Linked DNA regions of Sus scrofa: region 2 is linked to region 1. Evidence: chromatin contacts called from public Hi-C data. All regions are on one chromosome and are shown on one strand. The core of a region is the stretch at or near the end of the contact, and the rest is flanking DNA. Distances in the headings are between cores, read along the strand shown. Region 1 overlaps MAP4K4 (mitogen-activated protein kinase kinase kinase kinase 4). Region 2 has its middle 70 kb from the start of RFX8.

Region 1 (4,154 bases), core at 1,417-3,916:
AGGGGCCGCCAGGCAAGCAAGTCACCTCCTGAGTGTTTCCAGTCAGTTCCAAAGGCAGCTGCAAAGATTGAGCAAGCCCACTTCTTGCAGCAAATGGGACACCACTGGTATTGAAATGACATTTGGGAACTTTATTGGTCGGCCAGGTGACTCACTTCCTTAGACAACTTTTCTAACCCCTTATCACAGCTGGGAAGGGAAACAACCCCTGGAAGCAAGATGAGATGGACAGGGCCGCTGAGAGTCAGCATCCAATCTTCTGTGTGACTCTGTGGTCCCTGTGGTGCAGACCTTCTCCAATCAGTAGGCGGGAGGATCTATTCCTTGAAGGTTTTTCATGAGGCCACCCTTGAAATGCCCACTCCTGCGACAGACACCTAAGCCCTCACTCTCCCTTCTCAATCCCAGCAGAAGCGCAGGCCAATCTCACCCCTGGGTGTGTGCACGGAGCAGCCCCAGGACACGCCTGCAGAGCTCCCTGCTGGCTTCACCCGAAGCTCTCATTAGAACTCTATCTTCGGGAGTTCCCATCGTGGCTCAGTGGTTAGCGAATCCGACTAGGAACCATGAGGTTTCAAGTTCGATCCCTGGCCTTGCTCAGTGGGTTAAGGATCTGGCGTTGCCGTGGGCTGTGGTGTAGGTTGCAGACGCGGTTCGGATCCAGCATTGCTGTGGCTCTGGTGTGGCCCGACGCTACAGCTCCGATTCGACCCCTAGCCTGGGAATCTCTGTGTGCCGCAGGAGCAGCCTAAGAAATGGCAAAAAAGACCAAAAAAAAAAAAAAAAAAAAAAGAAAAGAAAAAACTCTACCTTCGGACACCAGCCCCAAAATGCATCTGAGAAAGGGGTGAGATGTTTAGGTACAAAGGTAACTGATGCTGATAACCCTTTGAATAAAGCCCGGGTTCTTCAATATTGCCTATGTTTTAGCAACAATACATCCTATGCCAGAATTTTCAACTTTCTATAAAGAACTGGGGAAAGGAAAAAATTAAAAACAAGATAGGATAGATCTAAAAATCTAAACTACCTAAGTTAAGAGCGGGGCGGGAGGGGGTGTTAAGAGGTCCATATTTGGCCTAAAAAAATTTTTCACTGTTCTCAGAAGTGAAATGTAATTTAGTTTTAAGTTTAAATTTCCTTAAATAAACATTTATAGTTAAAGCCATAGTCTGAAATGTAGAAGATCCTAAAAATGGCATTTGTACAGCAAGGTCTCATCTTGCAATAAGAAATGTTATCCCACAAAATTAAATTCCAGAGGATGGGAGGTAGAAACCAGCTCCTTGCCTATGATTTGATCATGAGAAGCAGTCAATTCTCCTGAATATAATATACATTATTGTGGCAGATCAACGAATCAAGCCACAAATAAAGCCACTTCTTATACTTAGAAAATATGAAATGAGTTTCTCACAAGTGCGCTGAAACGATGAAAACTAAATTCATTCATCATACCAACAGTAAAAATATCAGCATTCACTTTTATTTAAAAAAAGAAAAATCAAAGGACAAGGAACAAGTGATCTGGTCTGAGTGAAGATGCCAAGCAGCCAACACCAAGCAGCCAACAGCAGGGAATCCAGCGTCCAGGGGTGGGGGTGGTGGGTTGTTTACAAGCAAGGCTCTGGGGAGCAGAGAGGAGACCCCCCTCAGAAGGAAAAAAGCAGGCAACAAAGCAGAAGCTGGCAGGGCTGTACTTGTGCCAGAAGGCTCTGCTTTCCCAGCTAACGGCTCCAGAATCCATCTGGCAGCTCCAACCACCCTCACACAGGGGCATTCAGCTGCCCCCAGGCTGTGGATGCCTAGGAGTCTGCACATCCACCCCATGCTCATACCTGCAATCCACCTCAGAGCAAAGTGCTAAAGCCCCAGGGTGGGTATGTGTGTGTGTGTGAGATTTCTAATTCAGACACATCGGAGAGCTACAGACACTATGGCCCAGTGGTGGCTGGGGGACACAGCAGCAATTCAGAATTCATAGTCAGATACAGGTTCTATTCAGTCTTCATGTGGAGACAAAGGACACCAGGCTGAACATAGTGTGTGAGAAGCCAGAAGCTGTGCAGAGCTCTGTTCTACATCAGCCGCACTGTTGGGGGGGCGGCGGGGAGGGAAGCAGTATTATTGGGGGGAGGGGGATATATTGCCACAGTTTTCCATCCTTTCCTACTCCTCTGATTCAACCTATTCTATAACGTGAAACCTTATGTTAGAAGAAGTCTTGTGACATCTAGTCTGGAACCACATAGCTTTATAGGCTCCAAGTGCTACATATCTCATGCTTGGAAAATATGCAAATCAACTGAAGGAACAGACCAAACACTTTTTCCAAAAATTAAGTTCCAACTTGGTTTTACACTCTTTAAATCTGCTATACTAGGTACTCACCTGGTGAAACAATATTTTAAAAGTAGTGTTACTGTAGCAATAAAGTGAAATTAAAATTTTCTAGCCCATTAGAGACGACAGAAGAACCTAGAACTCTTCCTACCATAAAAGTTACTAAATAAACCTCTGCTCTGCTCTGGGAAACCAACCACTCAGAATAACTCATTTCCTGTCTTTCTCGAATAACAGCGGTTTCAGAGATTCCAAACCACATGCTCACTGCACCGAACTTTAAAGCCACCCCACATGGTACTTAGGAACAAGAGATCAGCAAAGAGCCGCTGTCAGACATCACCACGTGTCCTGTATCCTAAGGAGAGGCCATAGCCCATGGGCCACGCTGGGCCTTGACAAGCGCCAGGGCCCAAGGGGAAGGCCGCAGGCAGCCAGGCCTCCTTAGCGCCTCACAGAAAGCAGGGGCGTGAGAACCCCGTGCTGCTCAAATGCAAGGCTCAGCTAACATCGACAAGGCAGGAAGCTAAGAAAAAGAAAACTGACCACCACTAAGAATAAAAAGAACAAATTCTCCAGGTCTGTTTTCGGGGGGCGGGGTGAGGGGGTGTTTCTCCCTGGAAGGGGGGGGCGGAGGGAAGAGGAGGGGAGGGGGAGCAGCACCTTATCAGCGCTCCCTGCCACCTGTCACAGCAGGGCAGACAGCACACCCACCCAAGGGTCTAAACTGTCCCACCCAGCTGTCCCCTATCACACACCACTTCCTAAGACAAGGTTCCGGGCTCTCCTGTGAAGAACCCTGTCGTGTTACTGTCCCCTTGTCAGGAACACTGCTGACCAAATGTAAACCCTAAAAAGGCCTCTCGGGAAGAGTACTACACACCTTTTACAAGCATGTGACATCACAGCCCTGAGAAGTCATGGCTGCCTCCCCTTCATGAGTGTCCCCCTAGCACCTGAGATTCATTCAGAGCTCACCCTCCACACCCACAGGAGCCCTGCTCCAATAAAACCTCTTCTGAAAAAGTGGGGGTGGGTATTGGGCCAGATGAAAGCATTTCACTTCATTTTAGATAGAAAGTCTGGAGAGAAATGGACTTGTTCTCTCAGGCTTCTGGGTCAGGGAGTCATGGTGAGGCTGTCCGTGTCCCCCCCACACACCCATGGGGGCAGCCATGAGTCACCAGGCCCCTCCCACCATCAGTACCCCTCACCCACCACCCCGAACCTTGGCGGGGATGGGGGGGTGTGCTGAGCAACAGCACATAAGAGGGGGAGTGGGGGGCCGGAAGGCGGGGTAGCCGATCTTCACCCACTCCACTCAGACCAGGCTGGTGCTCAGGAGGGAGCAGGCGGACAGACAGAGGAGCAGAGCCCGGGGAAGGAGAGAAGCCCTTTACTCCAAAGGCTGCAGGAGAAGTCAGAATGGGCAGTGTCCCTCCATCCGCCCAGACTCCTGGAGGCTGGGACACACGAGTGCCGAGTGCCGGCTGGGGTCCTGGAAACACATCCTGGTGCTGACGCTGAAGACAAGAGTGCAGACTCCAGGGGGCGGGGGGCTGCCCCTTCAGCCAATCGCTGGAGCTGTGAACCAATGTGGGAAGGCCCTTCACCACCCTACCCCAGCCACCCTGAGGCCAGGCCCCACCCAGGCTCGAGGCCACGCCCTCTTTCCAGCCAGGGACCAGCACAAAGCACTCTCCCCTGGGAGCCATACCCACACACACATTCCCTGCCTGTCTCAGAACCCAGTAACCCCCCAAGAGAGACGCCCACCTGCAGTGCCCCCCACCCCAGGCACAGCAGGGGTA
Region 2 (4,239 bases), core at 1,359-3,858, 160 kb after region 1:
TGGGGATCTGGAGGGGGTGTGTGAGTGTGAGAAGTTGCATTCACCCTCATGGAGAACCAGATATGGCCACAGTTCTCAGCCCCCTGCCCACTCCCCCCAACAGCTTTCCCACTTCCTGGGAAACAGTGGAAATTTAAAAAGAATTTTTTTTTTATGTTTTTATTCAAAAAAGTCTCTTCAGGAGTTCCCGTCGTGGCGCAGTGGTTAACGAATCCGACTAGGAACCATGAGGTTGCGGGTTCGGTCCCTGCCCTTGCTCAGTGGGTTAACGATCCGGTGTTGCCGTGAGCTGTGGTGTAGGTCACAGACGTGGCTCGGATCCCACGTTGCTGTGGCTCTGGCGTAGGCCGGTGGCTACAGCTCCGATTCAACCCCTAGCCTGGGAACCTCCATATGCCGCAGGAGCGGCCCAAGAAATAGCAACAACAACAACAACAACAACAACAACAAAAAAGACAAAAAAAAAAAAAGTCTCTTCATTCATTCCAAGTCAATCCTATCAATTCTCTGAGGACTCCTCTCCTGATTTTATGTAGAGCACAGCTCTTTCCCTGAGGAAAACTGTTTGGGTTTTAAAATCAGGGTACAACGTTCATAGCAGCACTATTTACAATAGCCAAGATATGCAAACAGCCTAAATGTCTATTGACAGAGGAAGGGATAAAGAAGATGTGGGACATAAATACAATAGAATACTATGCAGCCATAAAAAGAATGAAATAATGCCATTTGCATCAACATGAGTAGACTTAGAGATTATCATACTAAGTGAACAAAGACTGAGAATGACAAATATCATAGGATATCCCTTATACATGGACTCTAAAATTTGACACAAATGAATTTATCAATGAAACAGAAACAGACTCACAGACATAGAGAATAGACTTGTTAGTTGCTAAGGGCAGGGATGGGAGAGGGATGGATGGGAGTTTGGGATTAGCAGGTGCCAAATATTATATATATAATGGATAAACAACAAGGCCCTATCATATAGCACAGGGAACTATACTCAATCTTGTTATAAACCATAACAGAAAAGAATATGAAAGGAATGTACATACATATGTATGCATAACTGAATTACTTCGCAGTATTAGCACAGCATTATCAATCAACTATCCTTGAATAAAATAAATCTAAAAAATAAAAAATGAATAAAATTAAAGTATAATCGGGGCAAAGGATTGCAAAAGTGGCCACAGTATTTGCAGCTCCTTCCATGAGATGGTCTGTGCCCCTTGGGTCTGGGACGGCCTTGTGCCGTGTAACCAAGAGACTGGCTAGAAGGATGCTGTGAAGTCACATGTGGAGCAGAGGTGAGCCTCCTGGGAGGCCCAAGATCTCCCAGCTCCCTGCTGACTACACAGATGCATGAGGGACCCCAGGCCAGTGCACCCAGAACCAGCATGCCCACGGGTTTATGAGCTGGCTAGATGGTTGTTGTTTCAAGGCATTCAGTTTGGGGACCTTTCCATCTTTCCTTCCTTCCTTCCTTCCTTTCTTCCTTCCTTCCTTTCTTTCTTTCATTTTTTGCTTTTTTAGGCCCACACCCACTGCACATGAAAATTCCCAGGCTATAGGTCAAATTGGAGCTACAGCTGCCAGCCTGCACCACAACCACAGCAACGTGGGATCCGAGCCACGTCTGCAACCTACACCACAGCTCATGGCAACACCAGATCATTAACCCAACTGAGCGAGGCCAGGGATTGAACCCGCATCCTCATGGATCTTAGTTGGGTTCTTTAACCACCAAGTCACAAAGGGAACTCCCAGTTTGGGGATTTTCTTAAAATGCAGGAACAGCTAATTAAATGTTGCTTTGTGACTGCACAGCACATGGACAGTTCCAAGAAGCAATAGGTACTTGATAAGCAGAGTGAGTGGGGATGGGGAGAAGGTGTTCACCAAAACTTAGAGGTCAGCGAGGACAGTCCAGACCAAGGGACACGGAAATTGAGATGTGACGTGACCAGGCATTTGCTAGGGGAAAGGATGGGGGAAGAGTTTAGGGGACAGATACGCTCAAGGATGCAACTAAAACTAACCTTTTCACTTCCGTCTGAATGGCCTTGGGGTATTTTGTCTTGAGATCCTGAAGTCTAACCCTCTCAAGGAGGGACACTGAAGCCCTAATTATGGGCTGCTGAGTGTCATAGATGTGCAAGCACATCTTCCATCTCCTGGGGGAAAATAAGCTTCTTGGGGACTGTGGTGTATTTATTTTAGCATTTGGAGACCTACCAGCCACCAAACATCATCGAATAGGGGAGTAAATGAACCATGTGTGACTCAGAAGGCTTTGGAGTCCCTGCAATGTGCAGACCTCCAGGAAGCTTCCTGTTCTCTTCTTCCTCTCACAGTCCCTATTGGCTCCCACTCTGCCAGCAGTTTCTGCTGCGACCGGAGCACCTGGACGCTGTTCTATTCTCACAGTCTCTGCTTCAGTTTCACCAGCTTTAAGTACTTTCCTGCCGTGGGCGTTTTGATCATCTCTTGACCATTTTAAAATTGGCACCTCTCTGGCCCATTCTCAGGCAATGACTGATCCCCCAAACCTGTTTTTTTTTTTTTTTTTCTCCATTTTAGAGGATGATTAGAGCCTGGAGGGCCCTGAAACTATGCGACCTTCAGTCCGGTATGAAGAAGGGAAATGAGTCACCAAGGCTCAGGGTGAGAGGTTTGTGAGGCAGAAACTTAAACAGAAATATGCCAGTTTTCAGCAATGAGCAATCAATTTATGAACCTTTCTGGCAGGCAGGAGAGAAAGCAGCGAGAGTGCCTCATATTTTAAAGAATAAAAACCTATGAAATATGAAAAAACTAATTGATGGAGAGGATTTTATATACATGGATATCCACTCCTAACAGTGAATAGAGCAATGAACCAAGAAGGAAAGGATAATGGAAATGTAGACACGCACGGAGCATCAGCAATCATCTGGTTCCATACACCTGTCCTTGGCAGGCCCTTATTTTACAGAAAAAAAAAACTGAGACCAGGACAAGTCAAGTGAGGGCCCCAGTTCAGAAGGAAATGTACCTGGGGGGGTGATAGTTTATGATCTTGACTGTGGTCATGGTGTCAATGTCCAGACATATGTCTAAACCTACTTTAAATGTGCACAGTTTATCGTATGACAAGTGTGCCTTAATAAAACTGTTTTTTTTTTAAGTGCAGGCAAAACAGAAATGTTTTCAGGAGAAGAAACACTACTGCAGTGTAATCTTGAAAAATCCAGAATGTGAGGCATGTGCTTCAATGAATTAGTGGGAAAAACAAAGAGGGAAGGAACATCCATAGATGGAAAGAGAGGAGAGGACACATCTATCAAATGCAATCCATAGATCTGTTTGCATTCAGGTTCAAACAACTCAACTGTAAAATAACTTTTATGAGGGAGTTTCCTGGTGGCCTAGTGGTTAAGGATCCAACATGGTCACTGCTGTGGCTTGGGTTGGATCACTGGCCTGGGAACTTCCATATACTGTGGGTGTGACCAAAAATTTAAAAAAAAAATTTTTAAAGTATAGTTGATTTACTATGTTGTGTCAATATCTGCTGTACAGCAAAGTGACCCAGTCATACACACACACACACACACACACACACACACATTCTTTTTTTCATATTATCTTTCATCATGCTCTATCACAAATGATTGGATATAGTTTCCTGCGCTGTACAGGATATAGATTGCCTATCTGTTCTCAATGTAATAGTTTTCATCTACTAACTCCCAGCAGCCATACAAAAAAATGTTTTAATATATAAAGCAAAATAAGATTTATGATAATATTGGGATGATATCTGATAAGATTAAGGGATTAACTTTTTATTTCATGCTGCACCCTCAGCATATGAAAGTTCCCAGGCTAGGGGTCAAACTGGAGCTGCAGCTGCCAGCCTTTGCCACAGTCACAGTGACTCAGGATCCAAACCACATCTGTGACTTACACCACAGCTCATGGAAATGCCAGATCCTTAACACACTGAGTGAGGCCAGGGATCGAACCTGCATCCTCATGGATATTAGTCAGGTTTGTAACCTGCTGAGGCACAATGAGAACTCCAGGATTAACTTTTTTGGGGGTGGGTGGGGTTGGAGTTTATATTCTTTAAGGTGAGATATTTTTTAAGGTGTTTCTTTTTTGGATGTATAGGCAACTATTAAGAGATGAAATGTTAAGATGTCTGTTATTGGCTTCAAAAGAATCTAGTGGAGGGAGGTGTTT

What was found. A called contact is a pair of places that touch in the nucleus more often than the background predicts.
Region 2: a Hi-C map of embryonic fibroblasts shows a contact between it and region 1, with 1.7 times the contacts expected there. A contact is called at or near these places in 1 of 47 Hi-C or Micro-C datasets (embryonic fibroblasts) and 1 of 2 datasets of targeted methods (alveolar macrophages).

What each region holds. Positions count from the first base shown.
Region 1 is chr3:52,604,520-52,608,673 of Sscrofa11.1, forward strand. The region is part of intron 2 of MAP4K4 (mitogen-activated protein kinase kinase kinase kinase 4); the gene reads right to left. Among named protein-coding and RNA genes, the nearest start is that of MAP4K4, 43 kb to the right of the region's middle.
Region 2 is chr3:52,768,878-52,773,116 of Sscrofa11.1, forward strand. No RefSeq gene overlaps it. Among named protein-coding and RNA genes, the nearest start is that of RFX8, 70 kb to the right of the region's middle.